Linked DNA regions of Triticum aestivum: region 1 is linked to region 2. The links are chromatin contacts, called in public Hi-C maps. All regions are on one chromosome and are shown on one strand. Each heading gives the region's core, a stretch centred on a gene start, on an enhancer-like site or on the middle of the called end of the contact. The rest is flanking DNA. Distances are from core to core; before and after follow the strand shown.

What was found. Hi-C and Micro-C count contacts between places; a contact is called where the count stands out from the background.
Region 1: a contact with region 2 is called in a Hi-C map of leaf, with 3 times the contacts expected there. The contact joins the promoter of LOC123080312 here to the enhancer-like site in region 2. A contact is called at or near these places in 2 of 5 Hi-C or Micro-C datasets (both in leaf) and 1 of 1 datasets of contacts at active chromatin or transcription factors (leaf).

Annotation. Positions count from the first base shown.
Region 1 is chr3D:538,391,529-538,397,511 of IWGSC CS RefSeq v2.1, forward strand. LOC123080312 (F-box protein At1g67340) reads right to left here and starts at 3,415. Exons shown (of 3, transcript XM_044503222.1): 1 at 3,035-3,415; 2 at 2,757-2,919; 3 at 1,590-2,641. The coding sequence starts at 3,276. The coding sequence ends at 1,892.
Region 2 is chr3D:538,306,194-538,312,106 of IWGSC CS RefSeq v2.1, forward strand. No RefSeq gene overlaps it. Among protein-coding and RNA genes, the nearest start is that of LOC123080312, 86 kb to the right of the region's middle. Within about 2 kb of position 4,083, at least 6 of the 8 cell types and tissues checked have an H3K27ac peak or open chromatin away from gene starts, as enhancers often do. A contact at or near this core is called in leaf, where this site is marked.

The DNA of each region.
Region 1 (5,983 bases), core at 2,165-4,664, 85 kb after region 2:
CTCATGCGCACGATCGTTGGAATTTTTCGGATTTTATTTTGTGCAGCTGCAAAACCCCAGCTTTTCTCCTCGTATTAGAAAAATGTACAAAAATTCTGGCATTATTTGCAGGGTCAAACGTGCAGGCATCACGAGGGCAGAATTTTCTGAGGCGTAGGTAACGTAGTGGAGTACGTGCCTAGTCGCTGTGCGCCCACGAAGCCGGTGTCATGGCACCATCGTCTCTGGTCTGGTATCCAACGTGGGACAGACACTTCGTCTCCGTTGTAAACGTAGGAGGAGTACAACGAAGAGGATGACCGAGCGTCTATATTTGCATGCACTTGATTGGGTCGCCGCCTGCACCGATGGGCACCACCAAATTTTCTGACCGGGCCTGGCTGGTTATTTACTGCCGCACCTGTTATTTCTTGCCTATTATATCGGCCTTCTTAATTTTGAACAGTTGTCTCTGAAATACGTATCTTGCTGCTCCACACGTTACCCACTCTAAAGAAAGAAATCATACACTCCTATACAAAACGAAAGGAAAATATCAGATGACACTAACTGTAGCACCATCAATCAATCCCATAGAAAAAGGCAGGAGTAATTGAGCAAAGGAGTAGATGCTACTCCGGTCTAGTTTGGACACCGGCCGTCAGTTCAGCCCGTGCTTTCGCTGTTGGCATCAGCTAGACACAATGATGCGAGCCGCTCGGTATTTTCCCTGATACTCGCGGGTCCACGTTGGAGGTCTGGGTGGTGTCTCGCCGGCGACCGCAGACGTCTACGTCGTGGAAACACCCGCGCCACGCACATTCGAGCGCACGCAGCCGGGAGCGTCCGTGTAGTCGTGTACCATGCTGGGTGGCTTGTCGTACGCCTCTCTGCCCGGTGAACACACACACACACCCCTGTGCAAGATGCCAAAGCCTAACGGTGTCCCGTTGCGCTGGCCGCGCTGGGTCAACAGGTTCGGCACTCGTTCGTTCAATGATTCATACGTTCCGAATAGAATACCAGAGAAATCGAACTGTACTCTACTCTCTGCGAATTTACTCGTGTGCACGTACAGATGTACGCCGTTGCGTGCTCGAGCCATATAAAATAAAAAACGGAGTGGGCTAGTCGTAGCGATGGCATCATCATCTTGTGTGTTGTTTCCATCCATGTCCTGCCCTGCCCTGCCTAGGTAACAGAAAAGTAATAAAGGAAACAAGAACAAAAGCCGGCTGGGTGGTGTCGCTTTGGCTATGGTAGCCTACACGGATTCCACCTCCCCAAGTCCAACACCAGAGGCCAGAGGGAAGCCTCCAACTTGTCCCGTGCCTCGAGAGCTAAACCAAAGCCTACACGACGCAGCGCTGCACGGCGCGGCCACCGATTCCCCCTACTCATCCGATAAGCTACGAACGAGAGGCACGTAGCGTAGGAGCCCGTGCTGTACTACGTAGAGTGCCGGAGCACTGCTCTTCTACTCCACACCCCACAGCATCCATCCAAAACACCAAAACACAAAGCGACAGAAACAACTTCCACGCTCGAGCTCTAGAAAATGAGTTCGAAGCGGGATCCAGGGCTTTTTTACCATCTTACCAGGGGAGTAATTTAATTAATTTAAGAGGGGCTAATTTATAATAATTAATTTAAAAGAGAGAAAACAAGGTTAGAGTTCTGCTGGCCGCGGTAGAATCTCTCGCCTGCTCCTCTTCCCTAGTAGAGTAGAGTACGTACATCTGACAAGACGACACACAAACGGCCGCAAAAAGAAAGCAAAACGCCAGAAAAACGCTTCCTCATTCATCACCGTCGTTCACTCCGCTACGCCTGGTCCACGGGCCTCGCCGTGGACCCTCCAGTGCTGCTACTTGTTGCCGGACGTTGCGCCGGCGGTTGCCCCTTGGGGCGGTCACTGCTGGGGCGCGGCGGCGTTGGCGGCGGCGCCGACGAGCCAGCGGTCCATGGGCACGCACTGGGCCTTGTGGGCGCGCTTCCAGTCCAGGGCCTGGCACGCGCGGGAGCAGTAGTTGGCCGCGCCGCACACGGAGCAGCGCCGGAACTCGTGCCGCCGCGTCTCCTTGCGCCCGCACCGCATGTGGGAGCACAGCCGTAGCTCGCCCTCGCCGTCTCCGCCGGTGGCCGCCGCGTCGGTCTTCTTGGCGCACGCCTGCACGCCGCGCGACGCCCACCAGTCTGACATGAACTGGTTCGCCGTGTGGGGCTCCGCCTCCGGCAGGCTCCACCCGAAGTCGGAGAGGAGTGGGCTGCTGCTGACGCCGCCGGCGCCGCCTGCGACGGCGCTGATGGGGAGGGAGGCGAAGGGGTAGGTCGCGCTGGCCGCCGCGGCGGCGAGCGCGAGGGAGAGCTCGCGGGCGTTCGCGGCGACGAGGAGGCGGCGTCCCTCGGCGGGGTCGCGGCGCACGCCGTAGCCGTCCTGGAGGCAGTGCCCGAGCTCGCGGAGCGCGTCGACATGGCCCAGCGCAGCGGAGCGCGCGCAGAGCGCCGCCCCGGCGCGCAGGTCGCGGTCCGACTTGGCGCCCCCGCTGCCGTTGAACTGGATGACGGCCAGCGAGTAGAGCGCCGCCGGGTGCCCGCCGACAGCCGCCTTCGCGAGCAGAGCCGCGCCACCGCTCCGGCTGCCAAGGCAGTAGAACCGGATCTGCAAAAACGCACGAAGCTCGTCAGCACTTACTCCCTGAAACTCCGGCCATGCATGCATGGATGTCAAACCGAACGATCAAGTCAACAAGTTTGATGTGTTCGTCGACTCTTACCATGCCTAGAATGTAGCACGCCTCAAGATTACCGGCGTCGGCGCAGCGCTTGAGAAACCGCTGCACGGGCTCCGACCACGCCGCCGCCTTGACGGCGAGCGACGCCGGCGAGGCCTTGGCGAACACCATGTCCTGCTGGCCCAGGCCGTTGAGCCTCTTGCATCTGAAACGTCAAAGGTACAAACACGTTCAGGCAACCAAACACACGAAGCAGCAGGAGTTGCTTGGCAAGAAGCGGTTGAACCAAACACGAAGGGCGGGGCGGGGCGCGGGCGTACGTTAGGTGGACGGACAGCAGGTCGGAGGGGGAGTTCGCAGATGCGGCGAGTTTGGAGAAGATGGAGAGCACGAGGTCGTCAGGGATGCCATCCAAATAGTCCGGCCCGGAAGCCTGTCGCTTCCGGCGCCCACCGCACACTTCGCCGGCGGCGGCGGGCGTCCTCTTCCTCTTCTGCCCGGCCACGGGAGCCGCTGGCTCGACACCTCCGCAGGTATAGAGAGAGCCGCTCCTCGTCCTCATCTTATCTCTGGCCGCACGAGCCGTGGTGGCGGGCCGGTCTCCGGAGGGAGGGAGGAGGGGGGGCGGCCGCGGGACGGGGAGAAGGAGAAGCGGTGGTGGAGTGGAGAGGAGAGGAGAGGAGATAGATGTTTCGGAAAAGCGATAGCGGGAGGCGCCTCGTTTTATACACGGCAGCGCGGCGCTCCCGGGTCCGTACCGTGCCGTCGTGCGTGACCCTGCGTGAGGCGTGCGGGGCCCGGTTGTCAGCCGGGTCCTGGTTTTATCCGTCCCGCTTTTAACTTTCTATCTACTGCCAGTGCATGCCCGCCAGTGGTAGAGTATAGTCTTGATGGCGTGTGAGCAGCAGGCTGCAGGCGTAGAGGCATCAATGCTGGCCGGGCTGGGCTTTATCTTTGGAGGAAAATGAATGCCGGGCTTTCAAAAAAAGCCATCTTTGCTGCGAGAAATAAGGGCATTATTGCTCGTTCGTTCATCCATTCACGACGCCAGGCAGTTTCCATCGCCATACGTAGCGCTCCTTCATTGCGTGTGCTTTTCAGTTGGTAAATTTTTACTTGCTTCCGTGGTCAAACGGTGGCGTTACCGGGAGTCCATAATACCAGTACCGTACGCGTTCTACTTCAGGGAGGAGGGTAGAGTACGGGGAATGGGTGGAGTGTTGGACGGGGCGTGCGTTTATTGCGAACGATCGGGTCGAAGTTGAACGGAAACGTGAAGGCACTCGGGGCTGTGCAGGGCTGTGCATGCGGCGGCGTTTCTGAGCTCACGACATAAACGCTTTCGGCCCAGGCTTAGACTGTTAACTTCTGTGCTAGTGGCAGTAGAGTATGCTAACGATCAACGAGCAGTCTCGTGTGTGCTCGGCTTGATGCGACGGGGGCGGTTTGGACGCTACTCTTTGTCTCCTTTGCTGATGCAGCATCATCGGTTCCAACTTCGAACGGATCTCTCTCCTCTGTTTTGCTTTCCTTGTGGACGCAACCCTTCCTTCTTGTTCTAGTACGAGTACGACAAGGTTATGGCCGATGGAAACAGTCGCCGGAAAGGTCGATCGATCCATCCATCCACGAAAACCAGTTCATATGGGAAGAGGTGATAGCTGTTTTTCGTGCCCGGCTGGGAACCGCTGGGCTAGTTTGTCACGCCTGGCGGCACGTGATGATGATAGCCTCAAGGAAAATAAGGAAGCAAGCAAGAAAAATATGGAAGGGGAGAGCTCGTCGGTTGGGCGACGGGGCGCACGCATCGTGGACAGGACAAAGAATCCGGGGCGCCATCCCGCGCTCGGCATCTTCGGGGCGGTGACGGTGAGGCGGGCAGGTGGGCGGCAGAGGACGGAGCATTGACTGGCAGGCCCCTACCTCCGTGACCTCGTCGTCCAGGAGCGCATGGCTTGGCCGGCCGGCCGTCCGCCCGTCCGCGTCGCGTCGCCCTCGGCCGGCGGAGGCGGATGCGTTGCGGGTGGGTGCGCTGATGGCCGGTCCTCGGCCTCGGGGAGCTGACGATTCGGCGCGCGGCACCATGCGGGCGTGGTGACTGTGCGCGCGGCGATCTCCTCCATGTGTCGCGCCTCGGGTTCCCCCCGCAGCTGCGTGCCGCTCTTTGACCCCGACGCCAGCCAGCCCTTTCTTTATTGGCGCCTCCGTCGCCATGTCCGTCCTCTCCTCTGCTCTGCTGCGCTCTGCTCGGCCCCCCTCTCCCTTTCTTTATTCGCGCCTGGGAAGAGCAGGAGTACGTACTCCTCTTTACACCGCGCAGTTCATCTGCCCCGAGCACAGGCAGGAGAGCACCACGGCCGTCTGAATTCCCGGAAAAGACGATTGATTCCGATGCAGTCGCACGGGCCCGAGGAGGGCTCCATTGCTCTCTCTTTTCATCTTTCTCTCTTTTTTCCTGAAATGTGATGCATGTGTCGCCAGCGAGTTTTGGGAAAGGGGTGGATGGAGTTTGCGGGGAAGAAGCCAAGCTGCTTCACATGGCCTCCAAGGGAGATTCTTGCATGCATATGATTCAACGTTTGCTGGTGAATGATGCTGTGTCAAGTTCTTCAACTATAGATCGTACTGCTTGCTGTGCCGACCTGTTGTCCTCCGATTCGCTTCCTGGTGAATGAAATGATCTGAGATGAGTCATACAAAGCAATTGGCGTGATCGTGTAAGAGCAAGTTACATGAGAACTATACAATGGTCCTCGAAGTACATACATGGTCCCGGGTGAGATTAACACATTTTTGAGTTTCTGAACTATAGATCGTACTGGTTGCTATGCCGAACCGTTGTTATCCGATTTGCTTCCTGGTGAGTGAAATGATCTGAGATGAGTCCTACAAAGCAATTGGCGCGATTGCGTAAGAGGAGCTTCCTTACATGAGGAACTATACAATGGTCCAGGAAGTACATACATGGTCCCGAGTGAGTTAACGCATTTTCGAGTTATCAAATATTCCCACTTAAATCTTTCGAGGAAACCAGACCTCTGTCAGACAAGCCCGGTGCTACAATATGCAGAAGCTATTGGGGTAGCTTCCTTAGCTAACTAGTGATCATAGAGTGTTTGTTTTTTAGAGCAAACACTCTCCGAGAAGATACAACTTATTTCATGCCAATAGGCAAACATGGATGCTTTGATCCGTCGCCTCCTTGCTCTTATAATGTTGATCACATCATAATAGGATTATTAGGATTGGAGCATAACATGAGGAATTGT
Region 2 (5,913 bases), core at 2,833-5,332:
ATGTAATTGACATCAATATAGCATGAATCATACAAAAAGAGTTATAGATACATTTGAGACCGTATCACGTCCTCCCCCAATTCAGTTGACTCGTGCTCGGGATCGTCACATTGTAGCACTTCTAACAATTCTTCTACTGCATGAATTTGCATAGTTTGACCACATTTGTGCTGAGGGTCCCATTTTTCTCAACAAGTAAAACATAATCCATAAGCTTATATATGAGCCTTCAGCACTTTGTTCCCTTGCCTAGCTTGAGATCTGACTAATTCAGTTGTATATTGATCAGCCGTAAAGTTGCGCTGATTTGGACGAGCTTTAAACAATATTTGATTAACCTGAAATTTCCATCAAGTACCAAAAGTTATGAATTTTTAATTATAATTCTGCTTTAGTTAAGCCACATTAGAAGTTATGCAAGTTCTTATGACATAAGGACCAACCTTTTAACACATAACCCACAGATAAAAATCAAGTCCATACCAATTATGTTCTAGCTCTCTAGCAAATTTCTTTCCTACATATAAAGGTTGGAGTTGGCGGTGAGTTCATATGTGGAACCAACAATCTTCATCACTAAAAAATACACCCTTATCCACATGTGTGACCAACATCCTTCATCAATAAAAAAAATACACCCTTACCCACTTGTGGGGCTAGCAACCTTCCAAGATACTACTACTTTCATGCTGGAGTACATAAATAGACAAATGTGCTTTACTTACATGTCAACCTAAAACAAATAAACAAGTATACTACTACTTTCATGTGAGACCAACACTTGTAGAATGAACAAATAAAAATTGTAAAAATGTGACTCCAGCTCAAAATTATGCTCTTAAGCAGTTCGTAGCAACGCACGAGCATTGTTCTAGTAAAGGAAAGAACAAAGAGTTTTTGGTGTTTACCTCCCTAGGGCCCAAGGATCTTCTGCTAGGATCCTAGGCACTGGGGAGGCCCCTAGGGCTGGGCCTTGAATCCTGGGTCTTCTCCTGATGTGAAAGTTTCGGAACTATTTTTGTATTATTTTTTGTTAGAATTTTTTGGGGGATTTCCTAAAATTGCAAAAACAACAAAAAAAACAGGATCTGACAATGGGCACTTGATAAATATTTTAGCCAAATAAAAGTTGATAAAAAGCATCCCAAAATGTATGTAATTGACAACAATATAGCATGAATCATGCAAAAAGAATTATAGATACATTTGAGACCGTATCACGTCCTCCCCAAGTTCAGTTGACTCGGGCTCGGGATCCTCACACTGTGGCATTTCTAACAATTCTTCTATTGCATGAATTTGCTCAGTTTGACCACATTTGTGCTGAGGGTCCCATTTTTCTCAACAAGTAAAACATAATCCATAAGCTCATCTATGAGCCTTCAGCACTTTGTTCCCTTGCCCAGCTTGAGATCTAACTAATTCAGTTGTATGTTGATCAGCCGTAAAGTTGGGCTGATTTGGACGAGCTTTAGACTGTTCATGGAAGGGGTAAAAGCATCCATGAGTGATGATTTGCCATAAGCGGAATCACTCATATCTGAATGTGGTCGTTCAATACTCCGACAGTCTTCGAGTACTTCTTCCAGCAAAAGAGCCAGAGAGGCAGCGGTATCCAAATCATGTGGTCTTTGTATATGTACATCACTGTGAATAGGAGTTTTCAACCCATCGATGAAGGTGGTAGTAAAAATTTCAGGAACTATGCTGGGACTGTGAGCTAACATCTGGTGGATCAAATCAAAGTATTAAAAGTTTCTATATACACTTGCACACTACAACCTGCCTGACATGGGGTAGGCATCAGATCGGTGCCTGGAACTGCAGCTTCCCAAAATTCTTCCCGTTCCATTTTATCTGCTTTATATTATACGGATGGCAACCACATTTTGGCCTGGCCTGTAAAATACATCGTCGTATAGTCCTTCGAAGAGGCTTGTGGCGTGTGACATAGCTGAATATACATGTCACAACATTTGTTCCACCTTTCCCGCAAAAAAAATAGAAAAAACATTTCTTCCACCATTTAGGTTTATCTGCACCGAAAATAGGAAATTCAGGCCCATCGAAACCAGTGCGTTATTATCACGCCGTTTCTCCCATCGCTTTTGCATCTGGGGCGTTTTTTTTTTCTTTTTGAAACGGATATCTGGGGCGTTAGAGTACCCATCCACGATTAGAAATAGTTATTTCTCGGTTAGAGTAGCAAAACCTTTATCCTTTGTTGTCGTCTGTTCCAAACTGTTCACGATGAGACTTGCAAAAAAAAAACTGTTCACGATGAGAATCCGCTCGTCGTGCACCCCACCCCATTTGGGTCCTTGATGGGCCGGTGGTCCAGCTCACAGAGCGCATACCCAGCCCGGGGCCACACGTGAGAACGAGGGTGGCCGAGCTGATGACTTGCGAGAGCAGCTCAAGCTTGATCCACACGTATGCACGTGCGACGACGACAACCAGACCGCAGACCGCGGGGCTCTCTCTCGCCACCACTGGTCGCAGCACTTCATTCAACCCCACTTGCCGTAGAGAAATGGAGAAGGACCCATCGAGATCCATGGTGGTGGTGATGGTGGTGGTGCGATGTACGCCGTGGCTTTTTCTCCGACGCGCCGCCGTTGTTGCCTTATCCCCACCGGTAGCTTTTTATTTTACCACGGTTGCTTGCTCCTTTATCCTCAATGGCCATTGTGTTCGTGTTGTGTGACGTTGGAATCGAATCTCGGCCATGTTTTTTCCTCGGCCGATCCTTTCGCCGCTCCCTCAAGCCTCCGTCTTTTCACCCGTCGTCCTCTTTTCACAAGCCTTTTCTTTATGCTGTGGTGAGAAAGGTAATAAGGATGTGAATGGAACGGTGGGCGTATGTGTATCGGGAATTCGGGAGACGACGCTTTCACCTCCTCCTCTTTTATTCCAAGACTTGGATTGGATTCCTTGTACTCCTCCCACTAGCATCTGCATGTCCCTTTTACCTGTCCCCCTCCGTCGTTCTTTCCCTCGGAAAATCTACCCCGTATCTTCCTCTAATGGAAGCGTGGCGTTAATTATCATTATAGTAGTATTATTCTTGCAGGAAGCGTGGCATTAACTACTCAAGATTCAGTGACGCTAAGCGTGTTGTCCTACTCCACTAACAAAACTTGCACATCACCTTGTGCTGGAATGGGATGCAATGCGCCCATGCCCATAATGTCATCATTTGCCACGGTACTGCGGGGAGAACAGCCGCACTTGACCATAATGATCACTGTCAAATGGAGTATAGTATTGCTACTACTACACTCGTTGCTACTGGCACTGTGTGTGCCGGCCGCCCTCTTTTGACCCGGTTCACGAAGAGGTCAGTGCTCGACTTACCCGCGACGCAAAGGCAGATTAACAAACTTGTCAAGGTGCGAACGCACGCACTTTGCTCGCTAATGGGAAAAGGTAAAGCTAACATTAATCACTAGTGGTAGCTAGTACCATCATCATCCTCCCCCTTGACGCTGGAGCAGTGGGGGAACGACCGGAAAAGCAGAGTTCTCGCGCGCGCCGCAGCTTCGCCCGGTGGTGGTGGCGTGGACTCCGGCGAAAGGTAAACGAGAAAGACGATGGATGGAGCACATGGCCGCGCCTTTTGGCGTCGCTAGGCCAGCTGCCCGTGCTCAGGCGCCTTCTTTTCCGACTGCGACTCCGTGGAGAGATTTCTTTTCTTGAGGTCGTGTCGTGTTCAGGGGAAGATTCACGGTGGCCGGTGATTCGGACGCAGCGTGTTGCGCCGCGCTCCGACGCATTTTCTTCAGGCTGTGGGTGAAGAACGGCGGGTAAATTCATTTATGATGGCGGGTGATCTGGACGCGACACACGCCGGCCTAGTACGTGCTGGCTGAGCTCCGACCTCGCACGGCCTCGCGGCCGCCGTGCGTGTCACGCTCCGGCCGGGGCACGGCGCACGAATTTAATCTCCGAGGTGACCAGCTTGGATCTCTGAAATCCTGGCGCTCCTTGGTCGTTTCCCAAGAGATACAGTAGAGTACGGGACTAGGTGAGCCGTATGTGCGTATGGGCGCGGCATACTAGCAGTGAATGCGGCAGCCAGTCGCGATCACCCACACCAGCACGGACAGAACGGAATACAGTACCGCGACGGACGATACAGTGGCTTGGGGCCCCGTACGGAGACATGATCCCCGGGAGACGGTACCGTCGAGTACGCGTCCATACCTCCAGCGCTTCACCCACTGCTCATACTGATTGACAAGCAAGCCAAGCCATGATCTGTGGATCGGTCAGATGCAGGGTACAGAGCCATGGCTCGCTTTCAAAGTTCAAAGTTCAAACTTCAAACACAGCAGCGCGCCATGCGCGGCCGGGCATCGTTGTCACGGCCCAGATCGCGCTCATCAATGCCCCCCGTCGGTCGTTCAACGCCATGGCCATGACGATCGTGCTGCACAGCAAATAAACTCCGCAATAATGCGCCGTGTCGGCCCCGGAGCCGGACCGGGCACGCACGCCGCAGCGTCTGCATCTGCATATGCATCCGGCTGACTCGGAGAAAACGATAGGGGCCGCGGCCTGGCTGCCGACACCTCCGGCCATGGCCACCGCACCGCATCGGATTCCCGATCGGGCTCGCCAAAAACCGTGGCGGAGGCCGGTCGATCGGCCCACATCATCCCACCCGCACTCGGCCGCGGGCTTTCCGCCGGCGGGAACCTGCAGCTGCAGCTGCAGCACAGGAATCGGGGGAGAAAGAGGAAAGGAAAAGGAGGGGTCGATCAAAAGGAGAGAAAGGCCCGGGGAGCATGAGCATGAGAATGAGCATAGCTTCTTTTCAGCTTTATTCCGGCGCACGCACTCATCTTCTTGGTGTTCCTTTTGCAAAACACTCACAGCTTTTTGTAAAGAATGTACTCCGCCATTCGCGAAAGAATCATGATCAAAGCTTAAACTCTGCCGCTGCGTGGAATGCAGAAAATTCCTCAAAGGTTTGGTATGATTTCTGCTTCCGGGGGAGAACCGGAACGTGAGAACGTCTCCAATGGTACCACCAACTGTTGCAACTTGTAGTGGCAACACACGTAGTACTACTTAATTACAGAGATATTCCACGGGGATCAGTATGATTTGTGCTTCCGGGGAGAAGCAGAACGTGAGAGCGTCTCGAATGGTGCCACCAACTGTTGCAGATTCTGGCGGCAACAGAAGCACTTAATTAGCTGATATAGATCGAAGCAGAGCCATAATCATCGGATCCACCACGCACGCACGGACTGGCGACCCTACTACACCCACGACCACGAGGGTACCACTACTCTTGGTCAAACGTCTGAACATGCCTTCAACCGTCTCCATTTCCTGCTCCGTACCTCACTCACTTTCCTTCGCTCTTTTCCTGAATAACTGGTGCCTCACCACTGCCGCCAATGTTCTAGAGATAACACCCGGCCGCCTTAGTGCAACTCCAAGCTCGGGTCATCAAATCTGTCTCAAATGTCATCTCTCCGAAGCGCTTGTGCCCCACTCAATATCAGTCATAGCCCACTGTCTTCGCTAACTATGGTTGGATGACTGGCGCCCCGCTTACTGTTTGAGGACATGTTGGAAAGTGTCCGCAAACATTTGGTATTGTCTGTTTGGTAATCCCTGTTGGAGTTGACATTACACCTCTTGCTTGGAGCATCGAAATTCAATAACACACTTCGCCATCAAATCAAAGAGTGGTTTGATGTACCCATACATCTACAAACTGGTACTCACCTACACTGATGTACCAAATCTTAGTATCAAACCAAGCGTACAAGCAGTTGTACTTGATCACAAATCTTGGACACAAGCTCGATATTATGGATGCAGGCATTTGAGTCCATGTCAGGAGAGATGCCCTCAAAATCCTCACTTATTATCACCTTCTTATGGAAAGGCCAG